Linked DNA regions of Sus scrofa: region 1 is linked to region 2. The links are chromatin contacts, called in public HiChIP or PLAC-seq maps. All regions are on one chromosome and are shown on one strand. The core of a region is the stretch at or near the end of the contact, and the rest is flanking DNA. Distances in the headings are between cores, read along the strand shown.

Evidence for each region. HiChIP or PLAC-seq counts read pairs in DNA pulled down with a chosen protein or histone mark.
Region 1: an H3K27ac HiChIP or PLAC-seq map of skeletal muscle shows a contact between it and region 2. The contact joins two enhancer-like sites. A contact is called at or near these places in 1 of 47 Hi-C or Micro-C datasets (skeletal muscle) and 1 of 2 datasets of contacts at active chromatin or transcription factors (skeletal muscle).

Annotation. Positions count from the first base shown.
Region 1 is chr16:50,754,773-50,760,571 of Sscrofa11.1, forward strand. No RefSeq gene overlaps it. Among named protein-coding and RNA genes, the nearest start is that of BOD1, 23 kb to the left of the region's middle. Within about 2 kb of position 2,314, at least 13 of the 83 cell types and tissues checked have an H3K27ac peak or open chromatin away from gene starts, as enhancers often do. A contact at or near this core is called in skeletal muscle, where this site is marked.
Region 2 is chr16:50,463,980-50,469,717 of Sscrofa11.1, forward strand. All of the region lies in intron 2 of CPEB4 (cytoplasmic polyadenylation element-binding protein 4), which reads right to left. Among named protein-coding and RNA genes, the nearest start is that of CPEB4, 32 kb to the right of the region's middle. Within about 2 kb of position 1,887, at least 13 of the 83 cell types and tissues checked have an H3K27ac peak or open chromatin away from gene starts, as enhancers often do. A contact at or near this core is called in skeletal muscle, where this site is marked.

The DNA of each region.
Region 1 (5,799 bases), core at 1,064-3,563, 290 kb after region 2:
GTTCCCGCTGTGGCCCAGTGGGTTAAGAATCTGATGGCATCGGAGGCCTGGGTTCAATCCCTGGCCTGGCACAGTGGGTTAAAGGATCCATCATTGCCACAGCTGCAGCACAGGTCGCAGCTGTGATTCGGATTCAACCTGACCTAGGAGCTTCCATATGTCGTGGGTGCAGCCATTCAAAAAAAGAAAAAGACTCACAGATAGAAAACAAACTAATGATTACCAGTGGGGAGAGGGCGGTGGGGCGGGGGCAAGACAGGTGTAGGGAATTAAGAGTACAAACTACTAAGTATAAAACAGATAAGACACAGGGATGCGATGTACAGCAAGGAATGTACAGTATTTTAAAATAAATTATATAGAGTATAATCTACAAAAATATTGAATCACTATGTTGTACACCCGAAACTAATATAATATCATAAGTCAACTATACTTCAATTAAAAAAAATGATATGGCCATTTTGAAAGACAATTTGGTGGTTTCTTACAAAACTAAAGACACTCTCCCCATACGATCCAGCAATCGTGTTCCTTGGTATTTGCCCAGAGTTAAAAACTATGTCCACAAAAAACCTGCATACAATATTTTATAGCACCTTTATCTGTAATGGCCCAAACTTGGAAGCAACCAAGATGTCCTTCGGTAGGTGAATGAATAAACTGTGGTCCACCCAGACAGCGGAATAGCATTCAGGGCTGAAAAGAAAGCCGCAAAAAGACATGGAAGAGGTTTAAATGCATGTTACTAAGGGAAAGAAGCCAATCTGCAAAGGCTGAATACTGTAGGATTCCAACTAGATGACATTCCGGAAAGGCAAAACTATGGAGACAGTGAAGAGATCAGAGGTTGCCAGGGGTTGGGCAGGGGGAACACAGAGAATTTTTAGGGCAGTGAAAATACTGTGTATGACACTAGAATAAAGGATATGTGTCATTATATTTTCATCTGAACCCAGAGAATGTAAAACACCAACAGTGAATCCTGTGATAAACTGTGGACCGTGAGTAATTGTGATGTGTCAATGTAGGTCCACCCTTGGTCTGGAAAAAAAAAAAAAAAAAAAAAAGTACCACTCTGGTGAGTGATGGAGAGAATGAGAGCGCCTGTGAACATGTGGGGATAGAGGGTCTACTGGAAATCTCTATCCCTTCCTCTCCAATTTTGCTATGAACCTAATACTGCTCCTGAAAAAAAGAAGGAAAGCAGTGGAAATGTGGAATCGCTTTGTTTTTTAAGCATCATGAGCTGGCGCTCTGGGTCAGAGGAGGAAATGTCTTCTTTATCACGTACTCTCTTGATCGTTTGCAATCCGCTCTCTTCAGGTACTTTGCAGACATCCCTTCAAGCCATCGCATCTGCAGTTAGAAACTGAGGGCCAGAGAGGCTCCAGGGAACTGTTCCAAGCCCAACGGCAAGTGAGCGGTGGCTCCAGGATTCCAATCCAGCTTTAACCACCGCCTAGCACCACTCCGCTGGTCTCTCTGGAAGAGGCTGGGAAGCCCACAGCAAGCATTTTGGGAGCTGAAAGCCCATTTCAAATAGCTGCTGGGAGATCCTGCTGTATAGCACAGGGAACTATATCTAAGCACTTGTGCTGGAACAGCACGGAGAATAAGGTGAAAAAAAAATGTATATAAATGTATATAACTAACTGGTCACTTTGCTATACAGCAGAAATTGACAGAACACTGTAAATCAACTATAATTAAAAATTTAAGTTGTTCCCACTGTGGTGCAGCAGAAATGAATCCAACTAGTATCCATGAGGATTTGGGTGCGATCCCTGGCCTCGCTCAGCAGGTTGGGGATCTGAAGTTACCGTGAGCTGTGGAGTAGACTCAGCTCAGATCTGGCGTTGCTGTGGTTGTGGCCTAGCTGGCAGCTGCAGCTCAAATTCGACCCCTAGCCTGGGAACTTCCATATGTCGTGAGTGTGGCCCTAAAAAGCAAAAAAAGAAAGAAAAATTAAAAACAAAACAAAAAAAACCCACAAATAGCTTCCGGGGGGGCAATGCCTTAACTAGAGATATCTTCTCAATTTAGGATTCAGGAATGCAGACATCTCAGTCAGCCCTGAACCTGACCGCAGCCAGCCATTGGAGAATATTTTCTTGTCCTGCTGCAAAGGATCCATGCACAGGGCACGTGATCTCGCCAGAAACTTGCAGCTCAGGCCTGGGAGTCTGCCCTCAAGGACTGAGCAAGCCAAAATCCATGTCTCCTTCGGCCTGGGTGCTGGTGTGTGGGCGGAGGGCCCGGCCCAGACAGCTCAGCGCCAGGAAGCGTGATGTGGCTGACGAACCTCAGGCCTTAGATGACACCATGACCTTGGCCGGGCTCTCACTTGACTCCTTGAAACACTCACAGCAAATGAGCTCTGTAATGAAAAGCGCCTATAATGGCCAGACAAACGCTGGCCGCTGCAGGATTTTAACAGATGACCTGGTCTCTGTGGTAAAAATAACCTTTGCTTTGGTTAGCAAGATCTTGTTTTTTTCCAAATTGTTTCTGCCTTTGATGACACAGCCTAACCCAGGAGAGCCCTTCCTGTCATCACAGAGTGGAAAAATTCTTGGTGGCATTCTCCCAGAGCTGAGACCCGTTCAGGAGTCCCAGGGGCCCCATCTCCCCTGACCAGGTGCTTCTGGGCCATTGGTAGGAGAGCCTGTCACTTCAGGGGCTCTGGACACACACCTCAGTGCTGGTCACTCATTCAAAGAGAGGAGGAAGAGAGATGCTCTGGGAACAGATGATTTTGCTGCGGTTTTCTAACTGACCTTTTTTCTTTTTCTTTTTCTAAACAATCTTCTCAGGGTAGGAGAAAGAAAACCTTTCCACTACTATTTGGAAAACTGATGGGTATATTAGGTCAAGATTCTGGTGGGCATGTCAGCCAGCATGACTGCTACAGCTGAGATGGCCCAGGGTACATGCTTCTTTTTCTCTTTCTTCCCTTTTCTTTCTTTCTTTCTTTCTTTCTTTCTTTCTTTCTTTCTTTCTTTCTTTCTTTCTTTCTTTCTTTCTTTCTTTCTTTCTTTCTTTCTTCTTTCTTTCCTTTCTTTCTTTCTTCCTTCCTTCCTTCCTTTTCCTTTTGCTTCTTTTTCTCTTTCTCCCTTTTCTTTCTTCCCTTTTCTTTCTTTCTTTCCTTCCCTCCTTCCCTCCCTCCTTCCCTCCTTCCTTCCTTCCTTCCTTTCTTTTCCTTTCCTTTTCTTTCTTTCTTCCTTCCTTTCTCTCTCTTTCTCTCTCTCTTCCTTCCTTCCTTTCTCTCTCTTTCTTTGGGCTGTGCCCTCAGCATGCAGAAGTTCTGGGGCCAGGGATGGAACCTGCGCCATAGCAATGAACCGAGCCACAGCAATGACAATGCTGATCCTTTAACCTCCAGGCCACCAGGGAACTCCCAAGGGCTACATAATTGATGTCGCTTGTCTTCCCTCAAGGAGGGGCAGTATAGCTCCCCTCTCTGTAAGTGTGGGATGCATGCAGTAACTTCCTCCACAGAGGACAGACGTATGCAAACAGGGAAAAGGTCACTTGACAGTGGAGAAACCTGACAGATGTTGCCTCAACCAGATGTCAAGGTCAACATCAGCATAAGTCATACCGACCTAAGTCATATCATGGCAGGTTCCCTTGACACAAGGTGACGTGCACGGCACTTTACCTCTGTGGTCCTCCTTCCCCAAACCTATAACCAGTCTTATGGGAAAAATAATAGACAAATTGCAGCTGAGGGATGTTTTGCAAAATACCTGACCAGTATTTCTCAAATGGTCAAGATTATAAAAAGAAAGGAAAGTCTAAGAAACTGTCACAACCACGGGGAGTGTAAGAAGACACAGTCACTAAATGCAAGGTGGGATCATGGGCAGTAAGTAAAAACTCAGTAATATATTGGTGGGTTTTTTTTTTTTGCTTTTTAGGGCTGCAGGTGCAGCATATTCCCAGGCTAGGGGCTGAATCTAAATTACAGCTGCCAGCCTCTGCCACAGCTAGAGCAACACACGATCCTTAACCCTCTGAGTGGGACCAAGGATCGAACCTGTGTCCTCATGAATACTAGTCAGGTTCATTTCCACTGAGCCATGACGGGAACTCTCTTGGGTCCTTGATTTTGACAAATGCATCATGCTAATCAAGACGTCGATGATAGAGGAAACTGGGTGTGGAAGAGATGGGAATGCTCTGTATTGTATTTGCAATTTTTCCGTGCATCTAAAACTGGTTGAAAATGTAAACTTTATTTTACAAAATGAATGGATTTAGTTTCCCCTTTTGCTTTCCTTGTTTGCCTTCCTGCATGACCTTCTTTCAAGCCTTGGCTTCTTAGCTGGTCTTACACCTCTTTTAATCTATTTTCCTATTTATTTATTTTGCTCTCCCGCTTTGGGGATATTTATGAAAGTTTTGCCTATCCAGCCAGTAATTCATCCAGAGATGGACACATCAGTATACGTCAGCCCTCCTCAGGCATTTTTAAGGGCGCTCCCAAGGGTTTGGGACCCACATCCTATTCAAATGCTTATTGCATAGCTACTTGGCTAAGTCAGATATTTCACAGGGAGTTGAGGTTCTCCATTGGTTCTTATGGGGAGTTTGAGTGGGAGGAGGAGGAGGAGGAGGGGGCAGGAGAGGGAAGGGGAAAACGGGGAGGGGGAGGAGAGGGAGGGGGAAAATGGGCAGGGGGAGGAGAGGGAGGGGGAAAACGGGCAGGGGGAGGAGAGGGAGGGGGAAAACGGGCAGGGGGAGGAGAGGGAGGAGGAGGAAGGAGAGAGGAAGAAGAAGAAAAAGAATGTTTACAACTGTGTGCTGCTCTTATCCTGCAGATTGTTTTGAAAGGCAGAAGATACAGGAGCTGCTCAGCCCCGAAAGAGAATTGGACTGCACTCCAATCCCATGCCCCTGGCAGGTCAAAGACCACTCAGGTTTATGTAGCTCTACAAGGAAACAAGAGACGTAAGGTCCCCAAACCAATATCCCACAGCTCACGCCAGATCCAAGCCACATCACGGCAACACCAGATCCTTAACCTACTGAGTGAGGCCAGGGATCGAACCCGCATCCTCATGGATACTAGTCGGGTTCTTAACCCACTGAGCCACAACAGGAACTCCCCGCGTTGCACTTTTAAAACAAACTCCTAAAGCTTTTTCTCTTTGGGGGGAAATATGAGGGAAAGGGGGAGGAAAGAAAGAGGCTGTTGGCTGGGTGGGCAGAAGCAGGAGGTGAGAGTGTCTGGACTGTGCGGGTCCCTGTGTAATCCTCGAGGTGGTTGGAACAGTCATGAGCTACCTGGGGAGAAGGAAGAAATGCTGTTGGACACTGGGGATGTGGCTTTTCAGGCAGCCTGGATGGAAGGCGTCCATCCCACATGACCAGGGCCTGCTGTGCCTGCCTCCCTGTGGACCCTGGGAGCTGAGGGAGGCTGGATGTCACCAGGACACCGCCTCCTGTTTCTCTCTCGCTTCCTTCCCAGGGATTAGAGACTCTGTCTTGGGTGTGGGCTGGGGGAGAACCTATAGCACTTTGTCTTAATCTTTACCTCCTTTGCTTTCTCTTCCATTTCCTTGCCCCCCTCTCTCCTGCCCGCTTTCTTTTCCTGCTCTCTGCACAGATCTTTTAGGAACACCTGCCGGGACACCAGCTGCCTTCCCCCCAGGCCAGGGAACTCTTGACCCCCTCCAACTCTTGGGTTTCATTCAAGGACATTGGTTCTCTGGCCAGAATATTTGCACTGAAGTCAGCAGGGTCCTTTAGCTATTAAGATAACTCGCTACAGTCCCTGAAGATTTGCACACA
Region 2 (5,738 bases), core at 637-3,136:
TGCCTTTCTTTATCTGCTATTTTTACCAGCACTGCCTCAGACTTGCCGCAAGATGGCGCTGTGGGGTCCTGGATGACGCAAAGCAAGGTTCAAGAAATGTATAAAAAAAATCAGGTTTTGAATACCAACCTTATCCATACACAAATGCCGAACACATATCAATATGAACAAATAAAAATGTATTCTACATGTTCTATCATTTAATGATACAAAGATTATCACTTTTAATAATTTATTCTATTGGCCTAAAAGTAAGTCCCCAAATCATAATCAGTAACATTATTCTACCCCTTAACGTATCTATGATACAACCAGCTTCCAGTAAAGATGTTTCCACACAAAATTACGAAGAAGAAACTGGCTGGGCCTGACATTAACTGGATGGAGAGTCTTACCCCCTCCAAAAGAGCCATTTAAAGTATACATACACAGAGTTTACAGTAAACAAAACCCCTCTCCAAGAAAGATCTGATGTTCAGTTTAAAAGCTTGTAAAAAATAAAAATAAAAAATTTGAATTCTCTTGCCTATCTCTCTAGGTTCATCTCTCACACTGCCATTTCCCTTCTCGCAGTAGGTATTCTGGACTTTCAGAAGTACTGGCCCACTAACTTTTTTTGGCAGGATGGGGCATTAACTTTTACTTCTGGTTCTTTCCTCTGGCACGCCTTCCTTTCTCTCTGCTTCCGATGTTGTTTCACCACTCAAGCTTCCACAATTTTGTCCAGGTAGCTTCTTTCACAGGTCTCGCAACCTACGGAAAATCCCTGCCCCAAGCCACCTGCTCTCTGGTTTAGACAGGCCTATGGGCTCCATACAACACCCCTTATACTTATTATACCATATTTAAATTATCTATTTCTAAACTCTCTTCCTCTAGGGTGACAAAATCCTTAAGGACAGATTTTGGGTCTCGAAACTCAGAGCTTAGAGAAGAGAAGGTGCTCAATAAGTAGCTGCTGAATGAATGAAAAAAACAAAGCCAGCAACTGGTGGTCTCTGCCACGCAGTGAAACACGCAGTGAAAAGAGTAGAGCTGGACAAAGCCCATCTTGTGAGCTAGATCAAATTACTTTGTTTCTCTGAACCTCAGAGAAACAGAGATTTCCATTTACATGTAAGAAATTCAAGAAATAATTTTTGCAGAATGCCCAGAAAAGCTCCCCAGTTTAGAGTTATGTGCTCAATTAATATTCATTCCCTTTCCCTCATCAACTCTAAGCCAGAGATAATCAATAATTTTCTACTTGTGAGAGAAAGAAAAAGGAAAAATTCCTCTAAGCCACATAAGACCCAAACTGGAACCTTGGAGAAGGGAGTGGCCATATTATGGGGGGATTTTTTCAGCTTCAGAGAAGCGAGTTTGCTAATGTTCTGAGTTACAAACAGGGATATAATTCTTCGCCGGGGAAGAGAAGAGAAAAAAAACCTCTTTACTTTTATGATAGCCAAACTGGCAGAAGCAGAAGTATATTAGGAAATGAAAACTTTGAAAATTCAGCTTAAAAATGCTACTTTTAATAAAAGCCAAGGAGGATCTTCCTTTTGTACCAATAGCTCAGATTCAATCTTTCAATTCTGATATGATAGCTGAAAAACAGACTGTCACGGTGGCAAAAAATTTAACATTTATCTTTAAGATAAGTCAATGGGTTATGTTTCTATAGCTTAAGGTTGGTTTCATGTAGAAGGATTGCTTTGACTCAGGGCAGGTACAAAGTTGGAAGATCTAAAACATTTACGAATTTCAGGCAGAAGGGAATGTCTAGAGAGACACTAGCAAAGAGCTGATCCAATTAAGGAATTCAAAAGATTTCCTACTGCCAGTAAACCTAACAACAAACCAGCCAGCAGGAAGGCTATTTTTATCCCTGCCAGAGGCCTTCTGACTCTGGATGCTACATTTAGAGGACAGAGCAACAAGATAACTTGCCTTAAGAGGATGTTATGATACCAGTGATTAATGGCAATTTTTTAAGCTTTAAAAAACTAGGCATAGTTTTTATCCAAAATAAACCAGCCAAAGTCAGTTTAAAAAAAAAAAAAAAAAAGAAGATAATATAACGGAAAGAAAAGTGGAAAAACAGACCAATGGGTACTAGAAAAGTTTTCAGTAATCTAGAAACAAAGCCAAGGCAGTACATTAAAATCCTCCTACCTTGCAAAAAGGCTGATGAAAAGAAATATGTGTTATAAGAGACATATTTTAAAAGAACCAGTGAATAAAAATAAATAATTGTAGAACTCCCCCAAAGGTAAAGGTGATTTTTTTTTCTTTCTTTCTTTTTTGGCCCCTTGGCATATGGAGTTCCTTGGCCAGGGATCAGACCTGAGCCACAATGGTTGTGACCTCCACCGCAGCTGGGGCAACTCCAGATCCTTTAACCTGCTGTGCCAGGCCAGGGATTTAGCCTTCGTTTTTGTGTTGCAGAGACACACGGCCACAGTAGGAACTCCAGTAAAAACGATTTTGAGAAATGGTTCTCTGTACCAACATGAAGAAGATCAAGACAAATTCATGAAATCCCTTGGGACTCTAAGCTAAATTACGTATGGATGATGGAGAACTTTAGAGATGAGACGAGCCCCTCCCCAAAAAGCAATGAGCTAAGTCAGTGGTTGGCTTTCTGCATACATACCTATCATTAACGCTAATCTCTAATTTAACGTAAATCCTAATGACTTTACTGAATCTTAACGAAGAATGAGCTTTGATTTCACATCTAATCTAATTTCACCTTTGTTATTTCTCAAAAGGCCCAGGTCCTATTTTCCTTTATCAGTACTCAAGGCACTGAGTCTTCCTCTTTTCATTAGCCTTAAAAATAAACAGACTGTTCAAAGATGTCTGCAAATTATTTGGAGGATAAGCTGCATTAGGCCAAGAGTCTAAGTTTTTATTTCCTGATATATCCCAAAGGCCTAAAATAGTGCCTGGCACTTAGTGTTTGCTTGATATGTATTTGTTTTATGAGCAGCCCCCATAGCTTTAGACTTTATACATCTACCCGAAGTGGTTCTCAAAGTGGAGTGAGGGTGGGGGTGAGGAGGGAGGGCAGTCTATCTGAATCACTGCTGGAATACACATATGCTTAAGTCTCATGACAGACTTGGTGAATCAGAATCAGCAAAAAGAACAAGCCAGCTTGGAAAAGCTCCCTCAGTGATTCTATTTTGACCTCCACCCCCTAAAGGCACTCTCGATAAGAAATCAGCAGGTGTGAGGTATGGATCTTTTACAGAAGATTATGATAAAATACACATTTTCAATTCTGTCCCCAGTCTCCTACACAAAAATTAAGAAACCTGAATGCCTACTGTCCGAAGTATACTAAGACAAACTTTTTTTTTAAACATTTGTTTCCCCTCATAAACACTACACAATAAATACCTAAGCTACTGAATCAGGAACCAGATGCAATGTGTTCCTATCTTGATTCGCTAGGTACCAGTTCGCTGAGTGACTTTACAAAAGCTGTTGTATCTCTCTGAACTGCAGTTTCTTCAGCTATAAAGCGGAGATCACACACACAAAAAAATCACATGAGGGAGTTCCCTTCGTGGCTCAGTGGTTAATGAACCCAGCTAGGATCCATGAGGATGCAGGTTCAATCCCTGTCCTCACTCAGTGGGTTAAGGATCCAGTGTTGCCATGAGCTGTGGTGGAGGTTGCAGATGTAGCTTGGATCCTGTGTTGCTGTGGCTGTGGCGTAGACCGACAGCTGTAGCTCTGATTAGACCCCTGGCCTGGGAGCCTCCATATGCTGTGGGAGTGGCCCTAAAAAGCAAAAAAAAAAAAAAAAAAAAAAATTCACATGAAAGATTACTGTAAGTAATCTTAAGTTAGAGATAATTCTCAGAAGGGGCAAAGAAGAAAATGCAGAGAAATGGTATCAGAGGTAACTGCCCTTTCCCTTGAAACTGGTTGTTAACCCTGCTTCCTATACAGAATATCCAGGTCTACTTCAAAAAAGAAATATGCAGACCAGCAATCGAATGTGTCCTGTGGTCCACTACTACCCAGCACATGGAATATGCTCAAATGTTTGTGGAACTAGAACATAAGCAGGAACTAAAACGTAAGTTACTTCCAAACCATGTGGCTTGAAGGCCCTCTCCCCTCCTAACAAGAGCTGCCATGTTACTCAACTCCAGGGGGCACCCCTCTTGTCACATGGCTCCCCAAGTGCCAGATGTAGCCTAAACAGTCCACACACCTGGCATGCCTCAAAAGGCAGAAAGATGGCTTTAGATGCCAGAGACAAAGTTCCAAAGTTTTATTTGGTAGAGAAGATAATCTAGCACTAGGATAGGGTAACTGACTTTGTCATTCTCTGTCCTCTTCTTCATTTCCTCTATTGAACTCCTTTTTTATTTTTATTTCTTAAACTTCATTTATTTATTTATTTTTGTTTTTTTTAGGGCTGCACCTGAGGCATATGGAGGTTCTCAAGCTAGGGGGTCCAATTGGAGCTACAGCTGCCGGCCTACACCACAGCCACAACACCAGGTCTGCGACCTACACCACAGCTCACAGCAACACCGGGTCCTTAACCCACTGAGAGAGGCCAGGGATTGAACCCACAACCTCATGGTTTCTAGTTGGATTCCTTCCCGCTGAGTCACGACGGGAGCTCCAAACTCCTTTTTTAAATGTTCTTTTTAATGCGGAACATTTTAATAGCAGGAATTTAAAGCTGAACAATTTAGAGAAGTTCTCTCTACAGCAGTGTTTCATAATCTTTCATAACTATTAAGACCTACTTTGATCAAAATATCTCAGAGAGACTCCCCACCCTAAAAAGCCTAACAAGCTCTCAAGCCTCACTCCAGTGGATTGACTACAAGTAAAACAACCACAACAAAAACTCTTAATAATAAAAGGCTACGATGAATTCAGCAACACCTCTGGATGTGTTTTAATTGTATTACATCAGCATCCACATGCTTTTGAAAGATTATCATGCAAACAGACATGACAAATCTATCATCTCTCTAGAATGCTTTGTTCTAACAGGTTCATAGACCCCATCAAATAATTCCCATCGTTGAAGAGGTCTACAAATTGAGAGCAGAAACATTACATAAGGCCAAGTTTAAATAAGTGTTTCCTAAACATAGTATCTTTAGGCCTATCTCGAAAAGATGCAGTCTAGAAACAAAGCCTTCACTCAGCTGAATAAATCTGATTTCTGATTATATTCCTTCTTACACGCTACTCAATATTAAATGCTGCCACACCCAAACTCACAGGAAACCCATACACTACTTTTCGTCATTAAATCATAAAAACCTTCAATTTTGTCACTTAGGAAGAACCGTACAGAACTGCTGAGAGTGATTCAAAGACCACTAAATTCAAGTCCTCCATTTACAGGTGAGGAAATCAAAATCTAGAGGGAAGTGGTTGACTTAAGATAATACCAGGTCTTAATATAATCCTAAATGCTTCTCTTTTTATTTCCTACAATTTGGGAAAATCTAATATAAGCTAACGACTTCTGATCTTTTATAATACAGAGACCAAGTGGCTGATTTAAATATCTCTATGTAATTAACCACGCCAGCATTTATTATTTGGAAAATCATAGCTAGCAGAAGTTAGATTTTTTTCCTTTATAATTCAATTAATCATGATTGCTCTTCAGAATTAAGAGCTCCACTTTATTGTTGGTTTCTCAAGAACTAAAAAGGGTCTTCTGGGTGGCTGATTCCTCCGTTTTCCCAGTGTACAGCAAC